Regions from separate parts of the Mus musculus genome. Here regions 2 and 3 are each linked to region 1. Evidence: chromatin contacts called from public HiChIP or PLAC-seq and promoter capture Hi-C data. All regions are on one chromosome and are shown on one strand. Each heading gives the region's core, a stretch centred on a gene start, on an enhancer-like site or on the middle of the called end of the contact. The rest is flanking DNA. Distances are from core to core; before and after follow the strand shown.

What was found. HiChIP or PLAC-seq counts read pairs in DNA pulled down with a chosen protein or histone mark. Capture Hi-C pulls out chosen DNA fragments and counts their contacts.
Region 2: a contact with region 1 is called in a promoter capture Hi-C map of adipose tissue, with 4 times the contacts expected there. The contact joins the promoter of Grpel1 here to the promoter of Acox3 in region 1. A contact is called at or near these places in 15 of 39 promoter capture datasets (the 3T3-L1 cell line, 3T3-L1-derived adipocytes, the C10 cell line and 11 more), 2 of 484 Hi-C or Micro-C datasets (CD4 T cells and regulatory T cells), 3 of 115 datasets of contacts at active chromatin or transcription factors (astrocytes, memory CD8 T cells and pancreatic cancer cells) and 2 of 9 other capture datasets (adipose tissue and liver).
Region 3: an H3K27ac HiChIP or PLAC-seq map of double positive thymocytes shows a contact between it and region 1, with 8 times the contacts expected there. The contact joins the promoter of Tbc1d14 here to the promoter of Acox3 in region 1. A contact is called at or near these places in 3 of 39 promoter capture datasets (liver, neutrophils and pre-B cells) and 3 of 115 datasets of contacts at active chromatin or transcription factors (bone marrow-derived dendritic cells, double positive thymocytes and pancreatic cancer cells).

The regions. Positions count from the first base shown.
Region 1 is chr5:35,581,733-35,584,898 of GRCm38.p6, reverse strand. Acox3 (acyl-Coenzyme A oxidase 3, pristanoyl) reads right to left here and starts at 1,865. Exons shown (of 19, transcript NM_030721.3): 1 at 1,765-1,865; 2 at 924-1,023. 4931431C16Rik (RIKEN cDNA 4931431C16 gene) reads left to right here. Exons shown (of 4, transcript NR_045807.1): 4 at 1,325-3,166.
Region 2 is chr5:36,463,594-36,466,504 of GRCm38.p6, reverse strand. Grpel1 (GrpE-like 1, mitochondrial) reads right to left here and starts at 1,320. Exons shown (of 4, transcript NM_024478.2): 1 at 1,250-1,320. The coding sequence starts at 1,311. 2210406O10Rik (RIKEN cDNA 2210406O10 gene) reads left to right here and starts at 1,651. Exons shown (of 3, transcript NR_126488.1): 1 at 1,651-1,990.
Region 3 is chr5:36,580,753-36,583,661 of GRCm38.p6, reverse strand. It overlaps Tbc1d14 (TBC1 domain family, member 14), which reads left to right and starts at 1,265. Exons shown (of 14, transcript NM_133910.3): 1 at 1,265-1,307.

The DNA.
Region 1 (3,166 bases), core at 616-3,115:
CTTTCTTAAGTAACTTCTGTCAAGTGTTTTGTAACAGCAACAAGAATAGTAACTAGTGCACCCACATTTTTTAAAAAAACAAACATATTTATGGGGGCTGGAGAGATGGCTCAGTGGTTAAGATCACTGGCTGCTCTAGGAGAAGACCTAGGTTTGGTTCCGAGCCCCCCACATAACAGCTCACAACTAAAGGATGCCACCCTTTCCTGGCCTCTGTGGGTATTGTACCCATAGAGTCATATACATGCACGTAGGTGAACACATAAAATAAATGTATGATATAAATATACGTCATGCATGGATATGTATACACATATGTATATGTATATCTCCCATACCAGGCACTATGTACACCATAATCAAAATACTTCTGAGGCAGAGGCAGGAGGATCAGACATTACAGGCAGTTTGAGCTACATGAGACTCTGAGTAAAAAAGGAACCTTTGAGCATGTTGTCACTCACTCTCACTTCTTCTTCTTCTTCTTTTTTTTTTTTTTTTTTTTTTCCTGAGACAGGGTTTCTCTGTATAGCCCTGGCTGTCTTAGAACTCACTTTGTAGACCAGGCTGGCCTCAAACTCAGAAATCCACCTGCCTCTGCCTCCCAAGTGGTCACTCACTTCTTAATTAGCATGCCACAATAGTTCAATGAGAAGGAACCATTTTTGTGACAACTGTGGAGAGGACAAAGTTCTCATACTCAAAAATCACCTGCCCTGGCACAGATTCATAGGTAATGAGAAAGTGAATTTCTTCTTAATTAAAAACATCGATGGCAAAGGAGCAAGGTGCTTTGGTCTAGATCCCAAAGATCCCAAGCCACATGAGGCTACCAACACAGCCACACTGGTGCAGATCAAACAAACAAAGCCCACAGAGCCAAGCTGCCTCAATAATACAGTTTACCAATTCTGTGAACTTACCGACCTGCTTTGTCCCCGTTTCTCAGAAGCAACGATAACTCTGCACACGGGGCAGTGTCTGCCACGTTCCTGGGACTCAAATCAGGCACTTGTGATGTTCCTGAGGTAAATGACAGTTTCATTATCACTGTTCTGACACAACTTTCCTCCAGTCCTTTAGTCTATTCAAAATAAAAAATTATGAGGCCCTAGTTTTGGTCTGAAGTCCTATATGGATGTCCCCTACAGACCAGACCCAACCAACATAGAGTCATTAACATCACACATTGTGTTATCAGACTGAAACTTTCAGGACACCTGGGAGATTGGTACCACCTGACCTTACGGTAAGGATTTCCTTCCTGCTTCAGTCTTACAACAAAGTAGCAGATGACCTGACCTTGTTTCTGTTCCTCTTCTAGGTCCCGCTTTTAAGAGTCAGTGTTATGTTGGCATAATGGACTGACCCATGATGCCAAGACTGAGTCAGGAGGATAGCGTTCGAGGGCAGCCGGATCAACTGAGACTCAAACGGAGAACTAAGGTTTCAGGTGTAGATCAGCGGTAGCGCACTTCCTTAAGAATTCGCTAAGTCCACAATGCACTTGAGAAGTATAAATAGTGTCCTGCCCGGGCACAGTAGGGAGCAGTCCTCAGACACTACAAATTCAACTTACAAGCTAACTTTGTTCTGTCTTGGGATACCTCCCGGCCGCCGAGCAGATTGTAAAAAGCTGCGGTCAGTTCGTTCTCCCGCTAGCGAGTATGATGTCAGGCAGAGTGCAAACGCCAGCAGTCACCCCAGCCTGAGCTCCTGCAAACCCTTCCTGTCTGGAATCTCCCGGGCCCGGCACGTCCTCACCTCCCGGATCCAGCTTGGGATTCGTGGTCCTAGTCAACCCGGCGTCTGGAGGACACTATTTATCAGGAATATCCTGACTTCTGAGGGCGGAGCAAGCTGGTGGTGCCGCCCCGCCCCACCCCGCCCCATCCCGGACATCATCCCTCCCTTGACTGGGGTTGCTGCCGGCTGAAGCCTTGCGTCATCATTCTGAGCCGCCCCGTCGCCAGGGAAACGCGGACGCTTCCGAGAGCTCAGCTCAAATGCGGTTCCGGGTTTAGAGTTTAAAGGATTTCATTCCGGTTGCCTTCTCCCGGGTTAGATGCTTCGGGCTTATTCAGAAACCGCCTTCGGTCAGAGCTGTCGTGTTTAGGTCCAGGCCTCTCGTGGCTCTGGGAGCACTTCCAGGAGAGTTGGACCGCGGATCCATTAAGATGCACTTTACTCAGAATTGCTCCTAATTTTCCAGATGGCTTCCTTGCTAGGCACTCCTAAATAGTGCTCGAGTTGGCAGATTCCCAAAGTCACTACAGAACTGCTCAGCGCACCCCTGGCTAGGAGTTTCTGAGCAAATATCTGCTTGTCCAGCCAGGACTTTCATCATTGTGGTACAGCTGAGAGGAAATGTGTGCCTGCATGGGTACAGCTGATACCTTTGAAAAGGACTAAAATGATGGATAATGGAGTTAGGGCCAGAGAAAGATGCTGAATTCCGTTTCAGAGACAGACTTAAGGCATTGGGATCAGACACAAGTGGACTCTGCCGCTGCCAGCTAAGGCTGGGAGCTGCTTGCCTTACTGCATAACTACTTTGTCCGCAGCAATTACTGCATTTATGGCTCTGACTCAGAACACACTTGCAGTCACAGGTGTCAGTGGGGCTTTCCTATTGGAAAGTAGGGAGTCCTGCACATGGGTCATGAACTCATAATGGAGAGGACTGACTCCAGAAAGAGGTCCTTCAATCTCCAGGAACATTCCCTGGTACATTAGTGCCTGCACACACTATACAATTATTATTATTATTACTAATAATAGTACTAATAATTATTAATAATAATAATAGCAAAGGGAAATGACTGAAGGGAGGGCAGCCTAAGGAATATGATTGCTCCCACCATAAACAGTCACCAAATAAACTCAGATAAACCAAGAACAAATGCATCCTTCTCACCTGGGGTGCAGTTGTCACAGGGCCTCCCACCACCAAGCAGGGGAACCTGGCAGCAAAGGCAGAAGACAGCAGCCACCAACCCTGGATGCCTTGCTCTAGTCTAGCCTAGAAGTTTCCGGAAACAGAGAAGCACTCCTACCCAGTCACCTTCATAGTGCCTGAACAGCTGGTAAGATTGTCTTCTGCCTTTCTGAAGAGTCTGAATGGGCAGTCAGTCTCCACCGGCATTTACAACCTGAACTCTGTCAT
Region 2 (2,911 bases), core at 71-2,570, 880 kb before region 1:
CACATACAAGCAAAACATCCACACACGTAAGTTTAAAAAAGAAAGATCAGTAATTAATTCTGAGAAGCAAAATTATGCTAAGAATATAAAAACCTACAAAATGTGAAGGCTGCCTTCACTATGAATTATTTCCACCCCTAGGAGTGACCACCACAGCCTTTCAGCAGATCAGTTTTGCTGTATAGATCCTTTCAGGGCAGGAATTCCTAGGGCTATGTCTCGGAGGAAAGAGGGAAGCCAAGCTTATGGGATACTGTGGAGTTATGACTTCCTACTAGAGCATCTTTCTTCAAAACCACAATTTCAGAGATAGACATGAACCAAGCTGGGGGATGGGACAGGGCCGGATGGGATGGGAAATGGGGGTTCTTTCCTGTCAACTCTAAACAGAGCACCACAAATAGGAAGTGCTTCCCCCGGAATACTTCAGACTCCTCCCTGCTTTGCACAACATAGACCTGTTTTCATCTTTTAGTCACAAGTACGAGATCATCCGCCTGCTCACTCTCACCCGCTGAAAAGGCCAGCTCCCGTTCACTCCGTTTCCATAAGACTCAGGCAAAGTCTCTCTTTTTTTAATCAACCAAAAACTTGGTCCTAGCAGGGAACAAGCTAAAGATACTGAGCCTAACTTTGGAGATGCGACTCAAAAACCTGAAGCCACGGGTAAAAGTAAAGATGGCAAAAATGGGCATTGTCTAAATAAACTGCACACACACTGGCTTTCTTGCTCCTTGGACCTCACATTCCGCGGAGGGCAAAAGTGGGGGAAGGAATGTGAGTGGAAAAAGCCCACAAACCAGGCAGTACACATCCTGGACTGGATTAGGGATTAGCAACCCCAGCCCCTGGTCGGGCGGGCTTCTGCCTGGCTGCCTGACCTTGGGCAAGTCTCCCGCTTCTAAGCTTGACTTTTGCAATTCCAGGAGGGGTGGTGCCCCTATGCCCGAGAGAGTGCCGTGTGTCACCAGACAAACAAATGGCGGAGCCTTCCACCTGACGCATCACCCAGATCCCCGCATTTACGCCCCAGCGTCCCCACTTCTCGTCTCTTGAGCCCAGTTCGCGCAGTGCCGCACAGTAAACACCAGGACAGCCGCGCGTTGAGAACAGGCACAGGGACTCGATGGTGAGGATGTGACTTCAGGGTGCACGGGCACCGCCTGCGGGGACCAGTCCTGCCGCTAAACCCCCCACCAGAGCTCTCGGCCGTGAGTGAGGCCGACGCAGAGGAGTGAAGCTCTCTTACCTGAACGACAGTGCCAAAGCCGGGAGGCTGCGGCGCGCCAGCCTCACACACCGAGCCGCCATGACTGCCCCCGAGGTCGCGTCACTGCGCCCACACTGAGCATGCGCGGACGCCCCTTACACCGGTTTTCCCACCTACTGCTGCTTTTTAGCTAATCCGTGACCGCTGTTGTTCTGATGGACAGACCATTTCCACCAATAATTACGAGTCATGACGGAATTCTGTTTCCTCCTTCTCCGGTGGGCGGAGACTGAGGCTTCTGGGAGCCCCGGAAGGTGAGGAGGTGAAAGGTGAGGTGGGAGGAGTGGAGGAAAATGGAGCTTCTGTGGGCGTGGTCGCGCCAGGGGACAGCCAATGAAGAGGAAGAGCGTCAGGGCGGGCAGAAGGCGGCGAGCGCTAGGCGGGGACCCGGGAACTCGTGCCAAGTGACTGGTGCTCGCTTTAGGCTCCTGCTACCTTCTGCGGGCGGAACGTGGGTGTCCCGGGAAGGGACGGACCCCATCTCTACTATGCCGCAAGCGCGTTGTGTCAACAGGCTGGCTGTGGACGGCCCGATGAGCGTTACTTGATTTTGTACTTTCGGCCACCTCCAATTTTCTCAGAACGCAACATAAGAAAAAAAAAAACTAACAGCAGTGTGTGCAGGAGAGCTTCGAAAATATGGGTGCTGATGTTTGGTCACTGCTATGGGGGAGGTCGCAGAGCTGAGAGTTGTCGGAGGACGTTTTCTGTCCTGTCTAGGTATGTGCAGCTTCTTCCTTCCTCCCCCCGGCTCCCGCAAATCTCGAGACAGAACGCTTCGTCCGTGGACTACGGCTTGTGTGTGCTCTCGGCGGATCTCTTGAGTTCTAGGCCAGCCTGGTCTACAGAGTGAGTTCCAGGTCAGCCAGAGCTACACAGAGAAATTTTGTCTCGTAAAACAAACCAAACCAAACCAACCAAACAAACAAACAAAAAAGGGACCAAAATTCTATTATTTAATTTCGCTCTTTTAAAAATCATTTCCCCAGCACATGCTGCCTTTTGCCCGCCGTGGGCGTGGGGCAGAGCATGTCCACACAAAAAGCACAGCTCTCACCTCATAGGAAATAAGTTTATTCTGGAGTCATTTATGAGTGACTGGCCCAGAAACAGTTTTAGGACACCTGTGTTCCAACGTGAAAACAGTTTCAGGACGTTTGCATAGTAGCAGAACAAAGAAAGCCACAACTCAAGACATAAAATATATTAGTGAAAACATTAAGTAGGTGATTATAGCAAACGGGAATCTCAGCTGTAGTCCGCAGATGCTATTTGATAGCAAGCTTAGCCCTTTGGTGGAGATTAGAGTTTTGTTACTGTGTTACCAAGATTTTAATCGTCTTTTCCTGCTGTTAGGTCTGACACTGAGTGGGGCAGGGAATCTATTTAATGAACTAAAGATAGCCCAAGATAAATTGTAACTAGGCTCTGCACCTGCAAGGTTCAGCATCTCCAGTCATTGAGGCTTTAATCCGTCAATTGGCCTTTGCAGACAGTTTCTTTCCAGGAATCCTGGTTCACTGGTGTTTTGTAGGACAAGTGACCTGATTTGTTAATTCATTAGGGCTGGGGTCGAGTAAGAGGAGAAGGGATACTTAGAGCACCAATGAAATCAAGAGACATAATTGGATTGAGTCTATG
Region 3 (2,909 bases), core at 16-2,515, 1.0 Mb before region 1:
TTCTTCTCTCCTCCCTACCCTCCTTGGAACTGAAGTCAGGCCACTGAGCTATCCCCCAACCTCTCTCTGTCTTCTTTCATCCCTGGGGACGGTGTGCATTTCATAGCTTTTGATATAGCCTTGGTCTTGTAAGCCCTTCCTCTGGACTGTGTTCAGATTTGTGAAAATATTTTAAAATATTTGAGAGAGTTGTACAGAGGTTGAACCATCACCTAATGTTTTGAAATGAATGTACAATTGAAACAAAAGTGGTGGTACATTCCTATAATCCCAGAACTGGGGAGGTAGACTCGGGAGGATCAGGAGTTCAAACTCATTGTTTTCTAGGTTGCAACTTTGAGGCTAGCACAAACAGAACTGTAACCAAGACAAATGGATTTCCTCCTGCTTGCTTCCAGGTACCTGCCAGGGCAGGGAAATTCCTCTTCCTGTAGGACTGTGATGGTTCCAGCCTCATGTGATGGTTCCTGGCTGAAATGCAGTCAGGTTTTAAAGGGGCTTGTTTGTGTTTGTAAATTTTCGGGGTCTGACAACTCCTAGAATAAACCCAAATCATCCCAAGTACCCTTTGTATGGATCCAACAAACACTCATGTCTCTGCTTTTTGAGGCTTAGGAAACGAGTGCAGGTGAGTTCAGGAAGGGAAATGCAGCACAATGACCTGGCCTGATAGAAGACATCCTCCATAGACATCTGGCTTAACTCTGCTCAGCTCTAGCTGACTTCTACCTCCTGAATTATACTTTTTCATAGATTGTGTCTCTGTAATTTTTGCTACTTAAAAAGGTAAAATGTGCATAAAGCCAGGTGTGGTGGCACACACCTTTAATACATAGGTGGATCTCTGTATCTCAGGCTAGAGAAAGATGCTGTCTAGTGAGGCCTCTTCTAGTTCCTAAGCGAGACCATCACACAACTTTCAAAACACACTGATGATGAACCCTGTCTTGTCACCTCCTGAGCCTGCTGGGCGTTGTATACTGAAATATTAAAGTGAAGACAAAAGTTGGCGAACTACAGCGCTAGGCACTAAGCGCAATGAAACAGTGATCAGAAAAGCCCGTTTGACAGGTGACAGGCTAAGGCTATACCGGGAGGGCATTCCAAGGTCAATGATCTGTAACCTGCGCTCACGTGTACCCCTAAATACTCCCGTGGGCTGTTAAGACTCCCCCAGCTGCTGGACAGGGGCGTCCCATCGATGCGCTCCGCCGCTCGGCTCCCCACGCCTGGATCAGCCCCATGCGCTGCTTTCCCCCTCCCTCCCACTTCCCACTTCCAAGATGGCCGCGGGCGGAGCCGACCAGGTAAGGGGCCTCCGCCAGGCGTCTGCGGTGCCGGTATGGACACTGTGACTCTCTCGGAACTTTCCTTGCAGCCCTTCCTGGGCCTGAGGACAGAAAAGGGCCAGGGACACAACTCCCGAAACCCAGGACGGATACTTGGCAGGCCGGAGGAGCAGCGGTAGTAAATAGCAGGCTCCTAAGCTCTACGGAGCTGCGGCGGGGGGCGAGAGCCCTGGCGGAAGAGCAGTGGAAGCTTAGCGGGGGCGTGGCTAGGGAGCGTGAGGGCGGCGATAGGGAGCGCGGGGCGTGGTAACGCTCCTGTCCCCCGGAGTGTGACTAGGGACGAGCGTGGGGTGTGGCTAGTGAGCTCTCGGGGGCGTGGCTCTGGAGTGCGGGGCGTGGCGGTACGCCTGAGGCCCTGGGAGCGAGCGATTTGCGTTGGGTGTTGGGCTAAAGAGGCTCAGCGGAAGGGAAGAGAAGCAGCCTTGTGGGGGCGTGGCTGCGTGGCGTGGGCGTGGCGGGGGTGGGGTCTGGCGCTGGCTGCTTTTAGCCGCGGGCGGCCGGCAAGCACCTGCTGAGGCTGGGCATCTGCGGAGTCTACGCTCTTAGCCCAGCGAGTTGCGGGCCCCACGGGGCCTGGGCTGCGGGCCACGGGCCGGGGAGATGGCGTTGGAGCTGCGGTAGCTCGGGTACTGAGGGGGCTCTGCAGGGTCAAGCTGAGAGGTTGCGGATGGCTGACCGCTGCCACCTGCTGCTGCGTCGGCCAGGCAGGGAGGTCTGAGAGGGCGGCTGGGAGGGCTGGGGTCCGGCTGACGTGCGACTGCCCTCGGCCAGCGCTTGTCGCGACGTGCGCCTTTTCCAGAACTTGGTGAAAAGTTTTCTCCTCAGATGTGGTGCTGCGAGCTGTAGAGGTGTCTGCTCTGTGCGCCCTGAGCCAGCGTCCTCAGACCCCTGTCCTGTTCACATCTCTGCCTTTACTCCTTTTCAGACCCTGAGGTATTCAGATCTCTGTCCTTCTCAAACCCCTCTCCTGTTCAGATCCTGGTGCTCCTCAGACCCCTGGCCTCTTCAGATATGGTCCTCAGACCCCTGATGTGTCTCGGATCTCCATCCCCCTAAGACGTTTTTTCCCAAATCTTGCTAAAGTTTTCTCAGACCGGAGGCTACGATTGGCTCGTCCAACTTTCACGGGGCTGTGGGCTACCAACCGAGTTTGCTCTGAGGATCTGAGCCTGTATCTTCCTCAGATCTCTGACCTGTTCAGACCTCTGTCCCCTTCAGTCCTTCCTCCTCAACCCTTTGTGGTGTGTTCAAATCTTCTTCCTCCCCATGCCCAGTTCTTCTCAGACTGCCAAACCTCTTAAATCTCCTGACCCACTGGGTCCTCTCTGACCTTGGGCCTCCTTATCCTGGTCCTGGACTGCAGAAGGTCCTTCAGGAAGGGACTGTAGACCCCGCTCTACTCAGACTCATTTCCTGGGTTATGTCCTCCTCAGATCTTCTACTCTCTGGCTGTAGGACCCGTTTTATCTCTAGAGACCCTCACAGTACTGGGCATATTGGTAGGCTAGAGGAACAACCTGACCTCTGCCCCAAGCCCTACTCAGGATCTTGTCACCCCTT